Linked DNA regions of Mus musculus: all the other regions are linked to region 1. The links are chromatin contacts, called in public ChIA-PET and promoter capture Hi-C maps. All regions are on one chromosome and are shown on one strand. The core of a region is the stretch at or near the end of the contact, and the rest is flanking DNA. Distances in the headings are between cores, read along the strand shown.

Region 1 (2,967 bases), core at 245-2,744:
GTCCGATGTTGGGGAATAAGACAGTTTTCCATCCCCTGTGGCATTTCTAGGTATTAAATACTAAGGGTTTCTCTGTAGACCAAAAACCTATAAAACAAGCACAGTGAAGTTGGTATGTGCCATGAGGCTATAAATCTGGAACCAAAGTCAGTCTTTGAACTCAGGGAATTTCCTTAGCAGGTTGAGGAATCCCGAGGAAAGAACATACAGAAAAAATATATATAAACTTCCTTGAGGCTGGGCAAAGTCTAGTGCTCTGGGCAGAGCTGAGCTCAGGTGCATAGCCCTGTAGGTCAAAGTCAGGAAGCAGTTATGCCTGCCATTATCTGTATGTGGTTTTGCCTCCATGTATATAAGTGCACCTCCGTCACGCCTGGTGCCTGTGAAGCCAGAAGAAGGTGTCAAATGCCCTGGAACTGGAATTTCAGACATTTGTGAGCTGTCACATGGGTGCTGGGAATCGAACCTGGGTCCTCTGGAAGAACAGCAGTGCTATTAACTTCTGGGCCATCTCTCCAGCCCATGACCCTTTTACAATTATTAGAAAATGGTGCCCTTGTTTAAGAAACCCATATTTATATTTGAGTATGCTTGACTTTCCTCAGAGTCCTTCTTTCCCCCCTAACCCTCATGCTTAATCCTGCATTAAAATGTTATTAATAAAATTTCCAACTTGGCTTCATTTAAAAAAATTACTAGTAATGTCAAAAAAGAGAAAGGTTCCTGGAGACTCTGACCAACAACATAACTGGTGAGGAGCTGGTGGAACCAGAGAGGGGCTGTGAACCTGCCAACAGCCTGGATTAGAACCCAAATGTCCAGACTCTAGCCAGGGCTGCCTTTGCTTACCCATGTTTATATTCTTTTAAAAGTTGGATTATGTTGAGCCTGGGAAGAGTGGGACAGAAGACAGTCCGTTCCAACTTGGCTCTGAGCTGCAAGTTCTCCCTGGAGTTATTAGTGCCAAATACCCAACTGTCAGTTCTCTGCCTGGAGTCAGAGACTGATTGCAGGTTTGTCTCCAGACAGAGGGGACTGCTTAGCTGTGTCTTTCAATCTGTGGGGTCCGGGGTTCATTCAGAATGCAGCCAAACAAAACAGAGGTGAGGAGGGGTGTGGGGGCGGGGCGCGTAAAGAAATGTGACAAAGAAGAGATTTAAGTCAGCTCGAAATAGTGAGACAACTTTAAAAGGGCTCTCATCGAGCAGGTAGGTAGGCTGAGGCCCAGCCAGGAACCAGACTGGTTCCGAAAGTCCTCTGGATGTCTCAGGACAAAAGTCATAGCGGGGCTGGGGCTCCGCTGCAGGACTGACTACCCTAAAAGCAGCGGGACGCGAGACTGGAGCCTCCGGGGCCAAGTCCACTGCTGGCTGGCCTCCAGCGTCCCCAGCTCGACTGCACGGATTCCCACGGTTTAGCACCCTCCACCCAGCCCCGGGCCTCCGCACCCACCTGGCTCGGGAAAAGAGACCTGAGACGCAGCGGCTGCTCCACCGGCTCTATGTAGGCGATCAGTAGCTCGCGACCCTCGGACTTGCCATTGATTCTCGCCCCGCCCCACTCTAGGCGTCACCAAGCTCCTCCCTCGCGCCCGTCACTCGCCACGCTGAGTCTTGGGCCTCTTGTCCCTTAGGTTACCCCGTAGCTTCCCTGCTCCCTGTCTCACGCCCTCTCACCGTCCCCTGGCTTCTTAAGGTCACTGTCTCACCCCTCATCACGTTCCTCCCCACTGCCCTTATACTCATTATCACAACCCAGGTGTTCTCTTTGCTTCTCATCTCTATCCCCCGGCCCCCGCCTCCGTGGGATGGAGACACTTAGGGGACCTAGACTAACTTGGGAATGGCAATGGCGGGGAGTGGGGTTAGGGCTCAGGCCGGCTCCCCAAACGCAGTGAGGACTCCAGCAAGGCTCTGTCCCTTTCTGTTCTGAGAGACCCCAGTTGGTTCTAGAAGGGAACTTCTTGTCTCACACACACAGTTTGTTGACTGCAATAACCTAGACACTTGGTTTTAAGATAGGGTCTCACTATGCAGGCAAACGGGTCCTGAGCATCTTCCTGCCTCAGCCTCCCAAGTGCTGGGATAATGGGCGTGCCACCGCCGTGTCTGTCTAACCTAGTTTCTCTCTGTAAAAAAACAAAAAACAAAAAACAAACAAACATTTAAAGGAAAGAAGAGTTTCCCTTTAAATGCGGTTTTCATAACTGAAATACACGTTTATATTCAAAAGTACCGTTGAAAGCAAAAAAGCAAAGCTTTCCTCTCAACCTAGTTGATTCGTGAGGTGCCAAGTAAGCACCTGTATTCTGTGTCTGACGCGTGGATAGAGCAGGAAAATGTCAGTTTCCTGCCTACGCGAACATGGGAGGATCAGGCAAAAACCAAGTTCATAACGGAAATGAGCTGTAAGTGCTGCCAAGGAATTGGCTGGGGGGCAGGGGCAGGAGGGCTTCCCTCTGCTCTTTTCTTCCCCTCCCCCACAGGTACCCTCTTAAAACATCTTCTGTTATCTCCTGGCTCTGTGGACTTTAGATGGACTCAACTCCCTCTCCCTGGGCCTCAGAAAGCAAAGTGCAAAGTCACAGAGCAGTCAGCTCACCTGCCAGACTGGTTTTGCCGAACAAGCTTGCTCCTCAGAAATGGAGGTAGAAAGGATAGCCAGGACATCAGAGGCCCACCTGTTCTTCAGAGAATCCTGGAATCCCTGACTGTATCTCTTTTCAGGGTCACCTCAAACCTAAGCCTGTAGGTTCTGATTCCAACTCTGCCACCCTGGAGACTAGACACGAGTAACTTAGTAAAGCTAGAATCCAGGCTAGCTTTAAGTAGATTTCCAAGATAATCAATGTCAGCTGCCATTTGGTAGGTCTCTCCATGTGCTGTTGGCACAGTGACAGATGGTTGATATCAAGTCAGATCACACAGAAAACCTCTTTGAGCATTTAAGAAGATTCTTTTCAGGAGA
Region 2 (2,967 bases), core at 200-2,699, 460 kb after region 1:
AAATCTCAAATCAATCACTGACTTTAGAGGTTTCCAGATGTAACTGGAAGATGCTGCTTAACTTCTTATGTATTTACCAGGCTGGGGTTTGAAAAGTGGGGTTCTTCACTGTTTTTCTTCTACGGAGGGCCAAATTCCCACAGACTGATTCTTCCAGGAGAGTGGTGTCTTTAAAAACTAACTTGAAGGAAGAAGAAGGGTTCTAAGGGGACGGACAGTTCTAGAGCCCTTTCTGTTTAGAGGAGTTTGCTCTTTAAACTTTAAAAAGCTCCTACACATGTTTTCTTAAGGTGGAGTCAGAAAAAGCACCCGTTTAACTAGCCTTAATTTCCATAAAACAATCCTATCCTTATTTTTTTTTTCTCAAGGGAAGGGTAAGGAAACACATTGGTTCCTTTCTCATCTGATACATGGCAATTCTTCAACTTCTTATTCTAAAACTCAACTAGCTGTGGGAGAAGAATCCAGGGGTCTCTCTAGTTTTCATATAGGCCAGGTCTTTCTGATTTATTATTTTTAAGTCTATTTTGGGAGTAGGAGGACAGAAACAAACCCTTAAGTCTTCCTAAGTCATAAAGAGGAAGCTCTCATATAAGAAACATTTTGTATTTTTATAGTTTAGGACTTTTGAAAGAGCAGGCCTCTTTAACCTTTCAGTTCAAGTAAGAGGGATAAGTCAAAATTTTCCTTTTCTAACTGGGGGGGGGGGGGGGGGGAGGGGCTGACCCTTGTTCAACCTTCAACATCTCCTTCCATAGGGTCAGGTTTTGTGTTTTTTTTTTTTTTTTAATACTTTTACTTTTTTTGGCGGGGGAGGGTAAAAAAGTGACTTCACTGACATCAAACAGAAGAGAGGCTCCTCAAATAGTAAATTTATATTCAGACTTGATGGGGGTTAGAGAGGGTCCCCTTGGCCCTCAGTTCTCAAACTTATCTGCGAGGACGGGGAGGGGGGAGCTAGGTATAGCCTAGGCTACCGAATATTCCCAGGAAGCTTTCCAGTTTCGTTCCTCAAAACTTTTATTTAAAAAAAAAATCGATCTGATTTGGGGGGGGGGGAGAGCTTGTGGGGAGGGGAGAGGCGTTCCCATTAACCCCTTCTGTCCCACCAGAGGCCGCTCCCCAAAACTTTTCTGTGCCCCCACCTCCGCCCCACGCGAGCAAATGCCCCGCGCGCGAGGCTGGCGCGGGAAAGTTTGGGGGGCCGCCGGCGGCGCGGGGGACCGGCGGCTTTGTGTGAGGCGTGGGGCGTCGCGGAGGCCCGCGGCGGAGGCCGAGGAGAGGCCGGGGGCCCGCAGCGGCTCGGAGGCCGGCGGGGGCGGTGCGGGGCGCGGTGCAGCGCGGCGGGCGCGGGCCGGCGGGGCGATCTGCGGTCCCCGCGGCGGTCCCCCCCGGCGCCCCCGGCCCCCGCCCCCCGGCCCGCGCGGGGCGGGCGGAGGAGGGAGCGGCAGCAGCGGCGGCGGCGGCGGCGGCGGTGGCAGCGGCATTGTGCGCGCGGCGCAGCCCGGCCCGGGAGGAGCAGGACGCGCCGGGGCCGCCTCCTCCCGCACGGACCGATGAGCCAGCCGGACGGCGCGGCAGCTCCGCAGGTAACGCGGGGCCGGGGCGGGGGCCAGGGCGGGGGCCGCAGCAGCCCCGCGGGATGGCGAGCGCGGGCGCCGGCGGGGGGATCCGGAGTGGGGCCGGGCGGCCGGGGTGCGGGAGCGGCCCCCCGGGACGCTGCGGGGCGCGGGCGACGCGGGGGCGGCGGCCGAGGCTAATGGGGACCCCTCACCCGGCGTCCCCCGCCGCCCCCCGCGGCCCCCAGCTCGGACCGGAGCCCAGAAACAAAGCGGCGAGAGCACGGAGCAGCCATTGCAGTTTGGACAATTCAGATTTTGCGAAAATGCAACCTTCTTCCAGATCTCCCCCTCCCCCGAAATTTGCAATTTCCCCTTGACCCTCTCTGCTCTCATGGTCCTTGGTGACCCCCAGGAGAGCTTTCCTTCCAGGCCCCCAATCTTTGCAACAATCTTTTTTTTTTTTTTTTTTTTTTTTTTAAGGCCATATTTCCTTCTCTCAATTTTTTTTTCTAATTTTTCTTCAAACGGTAGTTTTTTCCCATTAAAACGACGCCACCTAGAGGATACTATTTTGTAAATAAAAAAAAAAAGAAATTAAAATTGAAAAGAAATATTTTTTATTTCTTATTTATTCCAAAGTTTCATCTACAAACTGGTGGATGTGGGAAAGATTCTTTTTTTCTATCTTTTTTGGAGTGAAAATTTTCACTTTGATCATTGAAAGGACATGGAGACAATTTTATTTCTGAAGCCAAATCCAGATAATATGTAAATGAAAATTAAGCTGGAATTTGAATGAATTCAATTCTTGAAGGGGAGAAAGCAAAAATACCTCCTAAAAGCAAAGGCAGTTTAGGTACCTAAGTTATTTTAATTTGAGTAAAAAAAAAATAGTAATTGGAATGAGAAAAGGGGGGAAATAGTTCAGTTTAGGGAAAGCTGGGAGAATTGGCTTTATGAAGCAATTAGAAATTGTGTTTCATTATAATTTGCGGCTTGTTTTGCTCCGTAGGCAAAAATGACTAATTTTGCCATTTGGCAGCGTTCAAAGTTTTTCCATTTCCAAGAAAGAAGGATTTAGGAGAGAAAATAGATCCTAAAATGTTGGCTTTGGACACACCCAAAAATTGTAGGTTTAAATTTTTACATTTACATTTTACTGCATTTAACTCCTGAGATTTTAAAGAAAAACAGAAATTGGAAAAGTTAGAGTGAAATCCTGCCGGTCTTTTTTCTGTTTTTTGTTATGTTGTGTGTGTGTATGTGTGTGTTGTGTGTGTTGTGTGTGTGTTTTGCTTTGATGGAATAATTATGACTGTTTCCTGATTTTGTTTGCTGCAAGGTCTAGGCATTTCTTGTTTTGTTGTTGTTTTATCTAGAAAATGTCAGGGACCTTTTCTTGAGC
Region 3 (2,967 bases), core at 239-2,738, 280 kb after region 1:
GAGCTGAGCTCCAATTGACCAAGTGTTTGCAGAAATACTGAGTTTCCTTCTAAACCAGCACCCTGTGGACAAGAAGACTGTAACCTTATTCTCTTCTTTCGTTGGCTGTGGGGTAAGGGTCACTGTTGGCTTGTAAATATTTTTTCTTTTAAAATATTTATTTTATACTCAGGGATGTGTAAATGTGTGTGGGTAGATACCTGAGGAGGCCAGAGGTAATGTATCCAATGGAACTGAGGTTCCAGGCGTGTGAGCCCCTGAGGTGGGTCCTGGAAGTTGAACTCAGGACTTTTGGAAGAATAATGCATACTCTTATACTGCATTGTTTGTGCTTTTTTTTTTTGTCATTTTCAAATTTTTGTATGTTGATTTTTTAAAAAGTGAAATAATGGGTCCACATTTAATGGTAGGACCCGATACAAGACTACATCCTCATCTCCGTATTTTGGAAAATAGGAGAGTAGTCGTTTGGCAGAAGAGATCCTTTAAAAAACCCGCTAAGAGAGGCAAGAAGCCCCATTACTACCGCCGATGCCCACAAGAGGGCGTCTCAGGTCATCGAGAAGCAAACGCAAGCCCAGGATCGCTGCAGCTCAGCAGCGAATGACCAATGAGTAGGCTCTGATATACCAGTTGTGACCCCGCCTCCCCTGCGCTTTAAGGACCCCCTTTCTCTTCTACATCGCTGGAGCCATTTCTGCTTTCTCCAACCCTGAGGGCATACCGATCACTTTGTGTGTGTGTGTGTGTGTTGGGGGGTGGGGAGGACTGATGGACACAGAAATGGAAACAGCATACGACAGCTGTACTGCACACCCCCCCCCCCCCCACGAAGGCGTGACATTTCTGCCCTTCCAATGAAAGCTCTTCTTGGAAACTGAGGTCTGGAGCAGCCGTATTAAAGACATCTGTCACTAACCTTGTCAAAATCAACCTGGAGCTTCTCCGGCAGAGTCCAGTAGGTGGAGGCGCAGGGCGGGGCTCATCTTTTTTCTAGGACACTGCAAAGGGAGTGAAAGGTGTCACCTTGGTGGATACCCATCCAGGACACCACACATGCCATCTGTTTTGTGGCTTGTACAGGCACAGCAGAGAAGTGCCGCTAGCCCATTTTAAGATGGAAAGAGCGAGGCGAGGGGAAGTATTGCAGAGCCTATACGCTCAATATCTTTCAGCTCTTATGGGACACAAAGAATCGAGGTGGCAACCCTAGAAGGGTCCAGGCTTTCCCAGGTCCCTACTCTTCTGTAAAGAGGAGATGGGATTCAGCGTGGGAGGGGACCCTTCCTGAGAAGCAGGGTGGGTGAGGTGAATGCTCCCCTTCTGAATTCTCTAGGCTACAGGGAGACCCAGCTTTGCCTCCTGTGAGCCCGCGCAGGAAATCGGTTTTCCCTCCCATTAATGCCTGCTTTACTTACACTTCTTACCACAATTACTCTGCGGTAATTAACAAGGGAAATAACACATCTGGGGCTAACTGCGGCTCCAAACAGATGTACAAGATGCAAAGGCGTTCGGAGGGCCCCATGCTGTGTCACATCTGTCCTGAGTACCTACTGTGAGGGAGCTTTGAGTTCAGGAACAAGGCCCCTGCTGGCCACCAGGGTGGTTTTCTAGGGAGGTCTTGAGGGGTGCAGGGGTGGATCAACACTGTCGGTAAATGGTAAGTTCCTGAGGACAGCAGACAGGAGTGATTGTGGCAGGGACAGTCCTTCCTCTCCCTTCCCAGAGGTGACATGGAGCTGAGGGCAGTGGAGAAACCAGGGGGAAGTATGGCAGGCAGCCTGGGGACAGGCAAGTGTCATAGCTTGAGGCAGAATGAGGGTCTTGCCCTTTGGGAAAATGGACAGACTGGTGTGCAGCTGAGGGATACATATGAGGGTGAGGTGGCTCCTGAGCCCACAGAAAAGCAGTTAAAAGCACAGAGGGAAGCCCTTGAGGGGACCGGCTCTGTCTGCTGCTCTTATTCTTACAGGGCCACGGGTCCAGGGACTTTGCACAAGCTGGAAGTGACAGGCCAACGTGAGCCAGCCACCATTCCCATCTATTCTTTCCCACCTTTGACAGTGTCCCCTCCCCACCTTGCTAAGATGTCCCAAGCCTCCCAGGGACAATGAGTCCTGTCCTTCCCCTTCTCCCTGAGACCCCATTCCTCCTTCAGAGCAGGTGGCTTTGTGGAAGGACTCTGGAACTTTCATTGCAGACTTTCTGACTCCCCTTCTCCCGCCTTCCTATTTGGGATACTTCTAGCTTACCAGAGGCCAAGGGGGGCTAGGGAGGAAACTAGTTATGGACCCAAGTGGGTCCCTAGGAGAATGACTCCCCTCAGGAGCCACCCACACAAGGCAGGGCCTTGTCATTTTATTTTTATCATAGTTCTGTGTTCCCCCTACAACCACACCTTGCTTTTCATGGTCCCCAGGGACTTTCTATAAGGATCTCTTGATCATTCCTGCTCCCCTCCCAATTATGAATGCACCCGTCCCTGCCCTGTCCTTGTTGGGCATCCCTGGAAATATCTGCAGGTGTGTGCATGTGTGTATATGTGGCGATTGCTAAGTGGCTTTTAGAGTGCAGAGATAGGAACTGCCCTTTGTGGAGGCCTCTGGAGGGCAGTGGAGAGGGGACCCTGAGGAAGGAGGGGTAGTTCCACCCTGAAATTCTTCCCTCCCATACCTGGCTTGATTTTGATCATTCCTCTTTAGTGTATTCCTTTTTTTAAGGAAAACGGAGGCTGTACCCAGAGGATGAATGGATGGTTAGTTACTAAATCCATTTCACTAGCAAGGAGTATGTGTTTATGTGTGAGAGGGGATTCGCTTGGGAGGTGAGAGGGGCGGGGCTGGCTTCGAAATCCACTCACCTGGGTTCTAATGCTAGTGCTGATTGCCCTGAACGACTCCGTCAAGAGTTTTGTACCCCATTTTTCTCCTATGTGGAGTAGTGCTTCCTGCGGTCAGTCTGCGA
Region 4 (2,967 bases), core at 224-2,723, 260 kb after region 1:
GGGTGTCCTCCATGGCCCCACTCAGGGAATGGCACCCTACACAGCAGGTGGGTTGTCCCAGGTCAGCAGAACACAGAGAGGCCTTCTCCAGGCGATTCTAGATTCTACCAAGTTGAAAGCCACAACTCACCCGACCTATCATTCCGGCCGGTGTCCTCTTTCTAAACTATCCAAGAGGCTTGGGTTAGGGAGAACGAGGGGGAAGACATTGTGGAAGGCCCTGCCCTCAGAAACCCTGAAGGGCTCCCTGTGGCAACATCAACCTTGAAGAGACTGTGAGGCAGTGGGCCGTGTGGGGAGGGAAGTTTTCAGAGGAGGTAAGGATGGAGTGGGCACAGAAGGTTGAGCAGGACTCAGGTGCCTTGGTGGCTCTCTGACTCTGAATCTCCCAGCCGTGCCCCTCCCCCCACTCTCTTCACTCCTTGATTCTCGACTTGACAGTCATAGCACAGCCGGCAAGGGTGCCTCTGCCTCCACTCACCTTCCTCCTACTCCTGCTCAAGGGTCACCAGAAGTCCCCTATCACTGTACAAAACAGACAGCAAACTCAGTCCTCTGCGCACCCAGCTTCTCCCTTGCCCATGCCCTTGTGTGTGTGGCTCGGTACATGTTGGTCGGGACTCAGCACTCAAGATCAAGGTCTTAAGAGCATGGCAGGGGCTGGCTGAGCAGCTACTAGACCGGATCCTACCCATTCTTGAGTGGCAGCTCCTGAGACAGATCTCAAGAAGGCAGAGAGGCAGGGCAGAGTTGACACATACCTGTATATTTAATTATAGGAACCCATGTGCACATACACCTATAAACACGTGCACGGACACACAGACACTCATATGCATAATACCCTTGTGAGTACACACCTAAAGACATGCATGAAGTGCACCCAAGCAAATGATACACAGCCATCCATCTGTGACTCCCCACCACGTGCATATACGTATGCTTACTTTTGAGGCATGCGTATTTCATACAGTATAACCTGACATCAAGCTTGCTATAGACTCAAGGATAACCATGAGCTTCTGGTTCTCCTGCTTTCACCTCCTGGGGGCTCAGATTAAGGTATACACCACTACACTTGGTTTGTGGAGCTCTGAGGGTGGAACCCAGGGCCTCGCGTATGCTAGGCAAGCACACTACAAACTGAACTATAGTTTAAGCCTGCGTATATGTGTACCTCTTAATTTTTAAATTTTTTGGTTTTTTGAGACAGGGTCTCTCTGTGTAGCCCTGGCTGTCCTGGAACTTACTTTGTAGACCAGGCTGGCCTCAAACTCAGAAATCTGCCTGCCTCTGCTGGGATTAAAGGCATGCACCACTATGCCCTGCATATGTGTACTTCTAATGCCTGACTCCCAAACCCTCCACTTGCTGGGTGATGACCTAATTGCTCAGGGCCTGGTGCAGAGCTTGTCTGGGCTGTGGCTGTGGATAGCCAGGCCTTCCCAGAATGCCTATGAAGGTAGGTCTGTATAGGGGACGCCACTGGGCCTCTGCTGACACCTTGTGGAGATGCTCCAGAAGGCACTCGTCTGCAACAGAGTAGATGGCAGGCTCTCAGTTTCTGTCATGGGGCTACTGGGAACATTTAGCGTTCCTGAAGCTACACAGTCCCGGGACAGGTCGCATTGGGGTTTTGTCAAATGCCATGGGTGTTCACTGGGCCTGGAGCAAGGTCCATATTTCTACCACCTACAAACCCTTACCTTCCTTATCAACCACACCAGGCCCCTGCTTTATTCTCTGTTGCCCAGTGAGCTGACTACTCATCTGGGTGTCTGGAAATTCCCGGCCTCTGGTCTAGATGTGTGCTCTGAGAATGTAGAGATGGGTACAGGTGTGTGTGGGGGGCTAAAAAAGGGAGGCAGAGCAAAGGGGACTCCTTGTCCCAGGAAACCCTTCCAGCTGAGAACCTTGTATTCTGGGGAGGAAACATTTGGAGGATTAAGTGACACCAGGGAACATAGGGCTCAGTGCACAGGTGGAGATGGTGCCTTAGGTCTTGTGTGTGTGGTAACAACTGAGGATACTGCCAACTCAATGGTCTAGCCAGGCCTGAGGGGTACGGCCTTCTAGGAGGGAGGAAGAGAAAAATGTGAGGCACTACTCAGGCTTATTTTCCATAATGTGTAAGACTGTGAAAGGCAGCCTGATTCCTGGTTGAGCTAAAGTTAGAAACCCTGGTAACCCTGTGGGTAGGCAGGTGTTTTGCCTGCTTCCCGGACACTAGGCTGCAGCTCTCCATAGATTTGTGTCTTTCAGTTACCTAAGGGCAACGCTCCGAGCCCCACCACAGGTAGAGGATGTGACCTGTGGTCATGTAGCCTCAAGACAGATCTCCATTTTAATGATGTACCTAAAGGCCTGGAGGCTTAGCCAATAAGCTTTCCTTCCCAGACACTCCTCCCTGCAAAAGGTATTTAACCTCAGGCCCACTCTGAGAAGGGGGTATGGTTTTACACATCCACTTTCCACCATGACAATACATGTCTTAAAACCATGGACTGTCTTTTTTCATTGGGATCCGCCATGGAGAGCAATGGAACAACCCTTTGTCTAAAGAGCCGGCCACCTAATCTCCCACAGAAGTCTTCTCAGTGTTCCTAGTCATGACCTCCACCAAGCCAAGCCACCAACCGAACAAACCAGTACTCTCCTCCCGGCAGGGCCCAGCCAGAGCTCTCCCCTCTTTTCCCTTCGACCCCAGCTGGTGCCCAAGATCCTGAGAACCAGGCAGCCCTGGCCTCCCTGCAGGCCTGGGGACCCCTGACCCAGCTCCAGCTGTCCTCAGGACCTCAGACTGTGCTCCCCCACTCCCAGAGCAGTGTCCCCCAGCTTCCCATAGCCTGACACCCGCCAGGCGTTGGTGTGGAGTACATGCAATCAAAACTTCCCACATCCTACCTCCCTGAGTGGCCCGAGCACTGTGGCAGAGCAGACGCGGGTCACCACAAACCCTACCGTCCA

What was found. Promoter capture Hi-C pulls out the DNA fragments that hold promoters and counts their contacts. ChIA-PET counts read pairs in DNA pulled down with a chosen protein or histone mark.
Region 2: a contact with region 1 is called in a promoter capture Hi-C map of second pharyngeal arch cranial neural crest. The contact joins the promoter of Zfp618 here to the promoter of Hdhd3 in region 1. A contact is called at or near these places in 4 of 39 promoter capture datasets (cranial neural crest, embryonic stem cells, maxillary cranial neural crest and 1 more).
Region 3: an RNA polymerase II ChIA-PET map of effector CD8 T cells shows a contact between it and region 1, with 123 read pairs. The contact joins the enhancer-like site here to the promoter of Hdhd3 in region 1. A contact is called at or near these places in 1 of 39 promoter capture datasets (liver), 7 of 115 datasets of contacts at active chromatin or transcription factors (the 230-238 cell line, effector CD8 T cells, embryonic basal ganglia and 3 more) and 2 of 9 other capture datasets (adipose tissue and liver).
Region 4: a contact with region 1 is called in a promoter capture Hi-C map of trophoblast stem cells, with 2.7 times the contacts expected there. The contact joins the enhancer-like site here to the promoter of Hdhd3 in region 1. A contact is called at or near these places in 17 of 39 promoter capture datasets (the 3T3-L1 cell line, 3T3-L1-derived adipocytes, the C10 cell line and 13 more), 2 of 484 Hi-C or Micro-C datasets (CD4 T cells and liver), 25 of 115 datasets of contacts at active chromatin or transcription factors (the SCID.adh cell line, T-cell acute lymphoblastic leukemia, bone marrow-derived macrophages and 15 more) and 2 of 9 other capture datasets (adipose tissue and embryonic trunk).

Annotation. Positions count from the first base shown.
Region 1 is chr4:62,500,706-62,503,672 of GRCm38.p6, forward strand. It overlaps Hdhd3 (haloacid dehalogenase-like hydrolase domain containing 3), which reads right to left and starts at 1,495. Exons shown (of 2, transcript NM_024257.1): 1 at 1,453-1,495.
Region 2 is chr4:62,964,118-62,967,084 of GRCm38.p6, forward strand. Zfp618 (zinc finger protein 618) reads left to right here and starts at 1,450. Exons shown (of 15, transcript NM_028327.1): 1 at 1,450-1,589. The coding sequence starts at 1,557.
Region 3 is chr4:62,780,018-62,782,984 of GRCm38.p6, forward strand. No RefSeq gene overlaps it. Among named protein-coding and RNA genes, the nearest start is that of Gm30699, 6.3 kb to the left of the region's middle. Within about 2 kb of position 1,489, at least 82 of the 459 cell types and tissues checked have an H3K27ac peak or open chromatin away from gene starts, as enhancers often do. A contact at or near this core is called in effector CD8 T cells and embryonic basal ganglia, where this site is marked.
Region 4 is chr4:62,762,713-62,765,679 of GRCm38.p6, forward strand. Gm30699 (a long non-coding RNA gene) reads right to left here. Exons shown (of 4, transcript XR_881345.2): 4 at 2,503-2,967. Among named protein-coding and RNA genes, the nearest start is that of Gm30699, 11 kb to the right of the region's middle. Within about 2 kb of position 1,474, at least 31 of the 459 cell types and tissues checked have an H3K27ac peak or open chromatin away from gene starts, as enhancers often do. A contact at or near this core is called in trophoblast stem cells, where this site is marked.